3 separate regions of the Pan troglodytes genome follow, and all the other regions are linked to region 3. A link is a contact called in public HiChIP or PLAC-seq data. All regions are on one chromosome and are shown on one strand. The core of a region is the stretch at or near the end of the contact, and the rest is flanking DNA. Distances in the headings are between cores, read along the strand shown. Region 1 holds the start of DAZAP2 (DAZ associated protein 2). Region 2 holds the start of POU6F1 (POU class 6 homeobox 1). Region 3 holds the start of CSRNP2 (cysteine and serine rich nuclear protein 2).

The links. HiChIP or PLAC-seq counts read pairs in DNA pulled down with a chosen protein or histone mark.
Region 1: a contact with region 3 is called in an H3K4me3 HiChIP or PLAC-seq map of stem cell-derived excitatory neurons, with 3 times the contacts expected there. The contact joins the promoter of DAZAP2 here to the promoter of CSRNP2 in region 3. A contact is called at or near these places in 1 of 7 Hi-C or Micro-C datasets (stem cell-derived neural progenitor cells) and 1 of 1 datasets of contacts at active chromatin or transcription factors (stem cell-derived excitatory neurons).
Region 2: a contact with region 3 is called in an H3K4me3 HiChIP or PLAC-seq map of stem cell-derived excitatory neurons, with 2.7 times the contacts expected there. The contact joins the promoter of POU6F1 here to the promoter of CSRNP2 in region 3. A contact is called at or near these places in 1 of 7 Hi-C or Micro-C datasets (stem cell-derived neural progenitor cells) and 1 of 1 datasets of contacts at active chromatin or transcription factors (stem cell-derived excitatory neurons).

What each region holds. Positions count from the first base shown.
Region 1 is chr10:44,625,117-44,627,816 of NHGRI_mPanTro3-v2.0_pri, reverse strand. It overlaps DAZAP2 (DAZ associated protein 2), which reads left to right and starts at 1,405. Exons shown (of 4, transcript XM_003952190.6): 1 at 1,405-1,635. The coding sequence starts at 1,623.
Region 2 is chr10:44,643,842-44,646,541 of NHGRI_mPanTro3-v2.0_pri, reverse strand. It overlaps POU6F1 (POU class 6 homeobox 1), which reads right to left and starts at 1,262. Exons shown (of 11, transcript XM_054663334.2): 1 at 1-1,262.
Region 3 is chr10:44,779,762-44,782,461 of NHGRI_mPanTro3-v2.0_pri, reverse strand. CSRNP2 (cysteine and serine rich nuclear protein 2) reads right to left here and starts at 1,316. Exons shown (of 6, transcript XM_063785634.1): 1 at 962-1,316.

The sequences.
Region 1 (2,700 bases), core at 156-2,655, 150 kb after region 3:
GGCCAACACAGCGAGACCCCATCTCTGTATTAAAAAATGAATAGCACGTGCCTGTAATCCCAGCTAGTTGGGAGGCTGAGGCAGGAGAATCGCTTAGAACCCTGGAGGCGGAGGTTGCAGTGAGCTGAGATCGCGCCACTGCACTCCAGCCTGGCGACAGACCAAGCCTCTGTCTCAAAAATAAATAAATAAATAAATAAATAAAAATAAGGCTCGGCGCAGTGGCTTATGCCTGTAATCCCAGCACCTTGGGAGGCCGAGGCAGGTGGATCACCTGAGGTCAGGAGTTCGAGACCAGCCTGGCCAACATGGTGAAACCCTGTCTCTACTAAAAAATACAAAATTTGCCGGTCGTGGTGGCGGGCACCTGTAATCCCAGCTATTCGGGAGGCTGAGGCAGGAGAATTGCTTGAACCCAGGAGGCGGAGGTTGCAGTGAACCGAGATCATGCCACTGCACTCCAGCCTGGGCGACAGAGCAAGACTCCATCTCAAAAAAAAAAAAAAAAAAAAAAAAAAGAAAAAATTAAAACTTTTTTTAGAAAGAAAGAAAACCAGCCTGGCCAACATAGTGAAACCCCGTCTCTACTAAAAATACAAAAATTAGCCAGGAATGGTGGCGCACGCCTGTAGGCCCAGCTACTCAGGAAGCTGAGGCAGGAGAATTGCCTGAACCCGGGAGGTGGAGGCTGTGGTGAGATCGCGCCACTGCACTCTAGCCTGGGCAAGCGAGCAAGACTCCGTCTCAAAAAAAAAAAAGAAAAAGAAAAAGAAAAGAAAACACTTAATCGCTGCCCTAAAGGATGCCATCTTTGCCCTTAAGGATAATTAGGTTAGAAAGAGAAGCCACACATAGAGAAAAATAGAGGTACCATACAGGTCACCTGCAACAGGTGCTAAAAAAAGGAAAGGGCCACAAACACTCCATGGGTAGTGCAGTTATGTCAGTTTCAGTGCCAGGTGTTGCGTACAGCACGGAAAACATAATCCCTTCCTGTACGTGAGAAAGGCAACGACTGTCCTGGGGAAGACAGGGCAGCGAAGATTCCAGTGCAGGTCTCATTCAGGAAAGGATACATGTGAGCTGGAGTGGCAAAATAAATTTTAACAGAGCTGAAGCTTAAGTTGGGCTTGGTGGGGAGGGACGCATGATAAACTAAGGTGTGGGGAGCCGATTTCAGGCAGTGCGACAAATTTGCAGAAATCTAAGCCCCTCGTGGAAGGTTGCCAAGGTGAGGTGACCTTGAGTGAACGCGTGTAGGTGGAAAAAGGTTCCGGGGAATGCTTGCATCGTTCTGCATCCGAGCGTCCAACAGAGAAAACATCCTGTTTCCAGACAATACCTGCGTTTGGTTTTTCTCCAGCTGAGGGACACCGGTAGGGGGGTGGAGGACAGAAACGAGCAGGGGGTGGGGACAAGGCGAGTGGGCGGGACCGCGCGGACCCTCCCGCGGCCGACTGGAAGCCCGGCGCAGGGGCGGAGTTTCCGGCGGCAGCGCCACTCGGGCGTCGGGTGACGCTAGGCGGACGGACCATCATGTGACACGGAAGTAGCTCCGAACAGGAAGAGGACGAAAAAAATAACCGTCCGCGACGCCGAGACAAACCGGACCCGCAACCACCATGAACAGCAAAGGCAAGGACCGAGGGTGGCAGAGGTCGTCGGGGGGAGTACTGCTGGCCCAGAGCGAGCGGATTCGGAGCCCAGGGTCACCAAACGCAAGGTTTGGGGTGGGCTGCGCCATGCTCCCTGGCCGGCTGCAGTCCAGGGCGCTGCGCCTGACGCCTTCGTCAAACCGAAATTACGGCAGCTTGCTGCCTCCAGGCCCTTTCCTCCGTAAACTCTGTGGCGCAGTTTGGAGCTGCGGGCTCGGGTGGTGGGGGGGGGCCTTGACATGATGGGCATCCGCAGGAGCAAATAGAGCGCTAGCGCAGGCATTCGCGTAGGCCAATGGAGAGCCGGCGGAGGCGGGGCGCCGCGCAACGGAACCCCCGGCGGGGCCGAACTTAACTACTGAATTGCTGGAGTTGGTTCGTGGGCCGGGGCCTGTGAGGTCTCTTCTCCTTCCCTTCGCACCCCCTCGCCCTTCGCTGACGGGATCAGAACTTCTCCCCTTTTCTGTGGTTGTACCAGTGTGTCTGTCGGAACATGATTCCCATAACGCAGGAATAGGTTGAGGGGGTAAAAAAGGAATAGAAAAAAAAAAAAAAAAAGCCGAGCGAGGTTGCTCACGCCTGTAATCCCAGCAGTTTGGGAGGCCGAGGCGGGCGGATCACCTGAGGTCAAGAGTTCGAGACCAGCCTGGCCAACGTGGTGAAACCCCGTCTCTATTAAAAAATGCAAAAATTAGCTGGGCGTGGTGGCGGGCGCCTGTAATCCCAGCTACTCGGAAGGCTGGGGTAGGAGAATTGCTTGAACCCAGGAGACGGAGGTTGCAGTGAGCCGAGATCGCGCCACTGCACTCCAGCCTGGGCAAAAGAGCGAGACTCCGTCTCGGAACAAACAAAAAACCAAACCTGATCCCCCGCTTTTCCAGTGAGGATATTCCTCCTCACCCCTGCACCCTTTTCCCAGTCTCACGGTTCACTTCCATCATTCACACCCTTTGTTTGGAAGTCGACCTTGAATAGTAATCTGTAAGGAAAATCAGAACTGCTGTTACCCACGAAGTCTGGGCTGGTTGTAGACAGGCTGTGGAGA
Region 2 (2,700 bases), core at 13-2,512, 140 kb after region 3:
CCTCTGAACAGCTGTGCCCCAGCGCCAAAGCAGCGAAGGGTCCCAGGTCTCTCACCCGGTGGCGGCCGTGGGCTGTGTTGTCTAAAAGCACATTTCCGGCCTTCTTGTCCAAGTAGACAAGGAAATGTGAACAGAAAGACAAAGTTCAGTGGAATGGTGAAAAACCTCTAGCAGCTTCTTAAGGTAGAGAGGGGACCAGAAAAGGGGTGGATGTGGGCGGCTGAGGGAAAGCAGATTGGAGAAGTGGTGGACAACTGAAAGAGAAAAAAGTTGGAAGACCAAAGTGGAAGCGTGGGAATGGAGAGAAGAACTGGGAAGGAAGGAGGCTCTGTAAATCCAGTGAATGTGGATCCCAATACTGAGGCCACCTGCTGTCATCCTAGGCTGTTCCCCCTCCCACCCTCTCCCGATATTTGGTGGTCTGAGGATAGCTAGAGGTAGATGGGTTAGAGGCAGTGTGAGAATGCAGTTGGAGGCCTCAGTCCTCCCCGGGACTGCTCCGTAAGGCCTCATGGTGGAAGGGCATTGAATGGCCCGGCCTCCTCGTTAACCTGGCCAGTGGACTAGGCTGTTATCAGCTTGCTGTTTCCATCTGGAAGTGAGCAGGTACTGCTGGCGGCGGATTTATGAGTAACCAATGTATTAGGAGTCAGAATACTTAGGTTTTAGTCCCAACTCTTCCACTAGCCGTCCAGGCAAGTAATTTTTCATTACTTATAAAACAAGGATAATATTTATAATGACATTTATAATGACTACTTCATAGGGTTAAGTTTGTGAGCCTGTATGTGAAAAAACTGAAAGCTGCAAGCTCTATACAACTGTAAGGTGTCATTCCTTGTACAATAGTTTGAACTCGTTTTAATGGCCATGTGAAACTCTACTGCGTGGCTTGGTATTACAGTTCTTGGGGTTTTTATTTGGCCGGTAGTCCCTGTAGTTTCTCTCCCTGGACTGTGAATTCTTTGAGAGCACTGGTTGTGACTTACTCATGTTTGTATTTCCCACTACTCTTTATGTGAAGAAGGGCCTCAGTATTGCTGCTGAACTTTGTCACATGAAGGTTGAAACTTTTCATTTATGTCACTTGGTTTGGTGCTACACATAGATCAAAGGCTTCGGATAGCATGGATATCAGCGACAGTTTGAAGAAAGAAATATGGATGTGATCAGAGGAGTTCAGGGAGACATACATAAAAATGTTAATCACGGTTTTCTTTATGTTGTATACACTAATGCATTGCTTAATATTTGATGAGCATATATTACTTTTTGTTTCTGTGTTTATTGGGGCATAACATGTACACAGTATGTGTATACCTTGATAAATTTTTACACGTATATACATATACACATGTATATATGTGTGTGTACACATATACACGTGTGTGTGTACACATATACACGTGTGTGTGTACACATATATACGTGTGTGTGCATATACACGTGTGTGTGTACATATACACGTGTGTGTGTACATATATACACGTGTGTGTGTACATATATACACGTGTATGTGTGTGTGTACAGATATGTGTGTGTGTGTACATAGATACGTGTATGTGTGTACATAGATACACATGTATAGATACACAAGTGTATACATATATACATGTCTATATATACATGTATATACTCACACACATATATATATCCATGTAATCCCCACCCAAAACAAGATATAGAGCCTTTCCAAGACCTGAGGATTCCCTTATATACCTTCACAGGCCATAAATTCCCAAAGTAACCATTATTCTGATTTCTGTCACCATAGATTGATTACTTGAGCTGATTCTTGAACTTCTCATAAATGGAATCAGACAATATGCAATCTTTTGTGTTTGACTTCTGTCACTCAACAAAAATTTTTTTTTTTTGAGACGGAGTCTTGCTCTGTCGCCCAGGCTGGAGTGCAGTGGTGTGATCTCGGCTCACTGCAACCTCCGCCTCTCGGGTTCAAGTGGTTCTCCTGCCTCAGCCTCCCAAGTAGCTGGGACTGCAGGTGCGTGCCATCACGCCCAGCTAATTTTTTTTTCTTTTTTTTTTCGAGATGGAGTCTCGCTCTGTCACCCAGGCTGGAGTGCAATGGTGTGATCTTGGCTCACTGCAACCTCCACCTCCCAGGTTCGAGTGATTCTCCTGCCTCAGCCTCCTGAGTAGCTGGGATTACAAGCACACGCCACCATGCCCGGCTAATTTTTGTATTTTTAGTAGAGATGGGGTTTCACCATGTTGGTCAGGCTGGTCTTGAACTCCTGACCTCATGATCCGCCCACCTCAGCCTCCTAAAGTGCTGGGATTACAGGCATGAGCCACCACACTCCCAGCTAATTTTTTATACTTTTGGTAGACACAGGGTTTCACCATGTTGGCCAGGCTGGTCTCAAACTCCTGACCTCAAGTCATCCGCCCTCCTCGGCCTCCCAAAGTGCTGGGATTACAGGCGTCAGCCACCACACCCGGCCTCAATATATGTTTTTGAGATTCATCCATGTTGTTGAATGTAGAAGTATTTTTTTATTGCTGTGTAGTATTCCATTGCATAATTATACTACAATTTATCCATTCCATTATTGATGGGCATTTGCTTGTTGTTTGGGCCTCTTAGGAATAAAACTGCTATGAGCATTCTTGTACAAGTATTTTGGTGAACATATGCACTTATTTCTTCCAGGTAAATACTGAGGAGTAGAATAGCAA
Region 3 (2,700 bases), core at 67-2,566:
ATCTTTGTGGGAACTGGAACATGATGCTGCATTAACTCTCAAGGATATCCAGTCATTTATAACACCGGCACAACCAACATCCTGGCTTTGTGGATTTGCAAGACAGAAAGCCAGTGAAGAAAAAAATCTGAACTATGGATTTACCTCGAACTGAAAACTGCAGGACAAGGGGACAGTGTTGTCTTGTGGGGATAACTTCTAGCATTTCATTCTGAAGAACAGTTTGTGTGTCACACTGCCACTCTCAACCCCTTTAAAAGGATGAATCAAGACCACAGCACTAAAAGGGACGGGTGGCAGTTGGCTGCGTAATTGGGCCTAAGAAAAAAGATCAAGCTAGCAACCAGGGCAATTGATGCTTTCATTTTCCCACACGACGCCAGAAATATGGGAGACATCAGGAACCGGAGCGAAGGGACATGTCAAGTCACCAGTTCCTTTTAATGAACACTCCTGCCGAACCCTTCAGCTCTCGGCCCACTTCCCTCTGATTCCTGCTAACCTTCCCGCTCGTTCCAATCCTCTGCAGCCCCTACCCAGCCTTCCTCATCCCTTCCTGCCTGCTACTCACAAATTCCCAACCACTCCTCCCACATTTTCCTCTGTTCCCCCTCCCCTTCCTTCACTTTCCTCCATCCTACATCATTCTCCACTCCATTCCGAACTCAATCCTCATCCGCAATCCTGCAGGCTTCCAAGCCGCCCATCGGTCTCCCGCGAGCTGCCCCCGCAGTCCGGGCCAGCGTCCTCGGTGCCCCTCGCTCCCACGCCTCTTCCCGACTCGGTTCCTTCCCAACGGCACCCGACCTCCCCGCCCCCCGACCGCTCCCGTCCGAGCCTCTCATTTCTGACCCCTCCATCCGCACAGCTCTGGGCTTGACCACTCCTCCACGGCCGCCCGAGGGCCGATCCCGAGAAAGGACGAGGCGCACCCTCCGCCCCGCACCCCTAGGCCCATTACCAGCCCCGCCGCAGCTGCCTCCTCCCGTGATGGTCGCTGCCGCCCCCGCTGCCGCCGCCGCCCTAGCCCGGTGGGAAGGAGGGAGGAGCGAGCGAGTCCCGGGCCCCGCGGCGACGGCCGGGGAGCTCCCAGGGCGGCAGGGCGGGGAGGGAGGGCGGTGGGCAGCCCAGCCGGCAAGCAGAGAGGGCCGGGCGGCTCCGGCAACTCGGGCGCCCCCAGCAGCAGACGCCCAGAACCGCCCCGGCTCCGGCTAACAATAGGCTCCGGCTGCAGCGCACTGGCTCTTATAGGCGCCGGCACGTCCTGACCGAGACCCGGGGCTGGCTGGGAAATGGAGTCTACGGGCCGGCCCCACGCCCAGCAGCATGCCGGGAGTTGTAGGCGGTAACTGCTGCAAAGCCGAAGCCGGCGGGCAAACCGGCTCCCGAGGCGGCATCTCTGCTGCAACCTTTTAATGGGGGAAGAGAGGAGACTCAGCTACAGATCTTAAATAAACGAATTCTCCTCCAAAGCTCCCTTTTTCTTTCGTGTCCTGACCACACGCCATTAGGAACATGATCCCCCCTTCTCCTCGCTCATGGGGTCTTAGTCTTCAGCAATATGACTTATTGCAGCCTGCGCAGGTTATAAAGAATACAAGCAATATCTTGAGTTATCTACTTATATGAGGGAGTGCTTTGAGTGTTTTCTTTAAAAAAAAAAAAAAAAAAAAATTGCTGCCGGGCGCGGTGGCTCACGCCTGTAATCCCAGCACTTTGGGAGGCCGAGGTGGGCGGATCACGAGGTCAGGAGATCGAGACCATCCTGGCTAACAAGGTGAAACCCCGTCTCTACTAAAAAATACAAAAATTAGCCGGGCGTGGTGGCGGGCGCCTGTAGTCCCAGCTACTCGGGAGGCTGAGGCAGGAGAATGGCGTGAACCCGGGAGGCGGAGCTTGCAGTGAGCCGAGATCGCGCCACTGCACTCCAGCCTGGGAGAAAGAGAGAGACTCCGTCTCAAAAAAAAAAAAAAAAAAAAAAAAAATCTTCTCAACTTTGCAAACTAATTTATTTATTTAAATAGAAAAGTGGTTTTCGCCATGTTGCCCCAGCTGGTCTTGCACTCCTGGGCCCAGGCGATCCGCCCGCCTCGGCCTCCCAAAGTGCTGGGATTATACGCATGAGCCACCGCGCCCTTCCGCAACCTATTTTTAAGAAAGGGCGCCAGGCGCGGTGGCTCATGCCTGTAATCCCAGCACTTTGGGAGGCCGAGGCGGGCGGGCCATGAGGTCAGGAGTTCGAGACCAGCCTGACCAACGTGGTGAAACCCTGTCTCTACTAAAAATACAAAAATTAGCCGAGGGTGGTAGCACGTGCCTTTAATCCCAGCTCCTCGGGAGGCCGACCCAGGAGAATGGCTTGAACCCGGGAGGCGGAGGTTGCAGTGAGCCAAGACTGCACCATTGCCCTCCAGCATGGTCAACAAGAGCGAAACTCCGTCTCAAAAAAAAAAAAAAGAAAAAGAAAAAGAAAAAAAAGGGGAAAACCAAGATTAAGAAGTCAAATTTGTATGTGATTTGCCAAGGACACAGAGCCTTGGTTTCTTCTCTGTTGTCTTTCCCTTGAACTATAAGGCTCGGCAAGCTCGAGCTGCATTCTCTTGTCCCCCGCCCCCCACCCCGCCCCCTCATTTTGTTCTGTCATCTTGTTTGCTTCTACTTTCCCCCTTCCATACTCTGCTTGAATACACTGGCCTCATT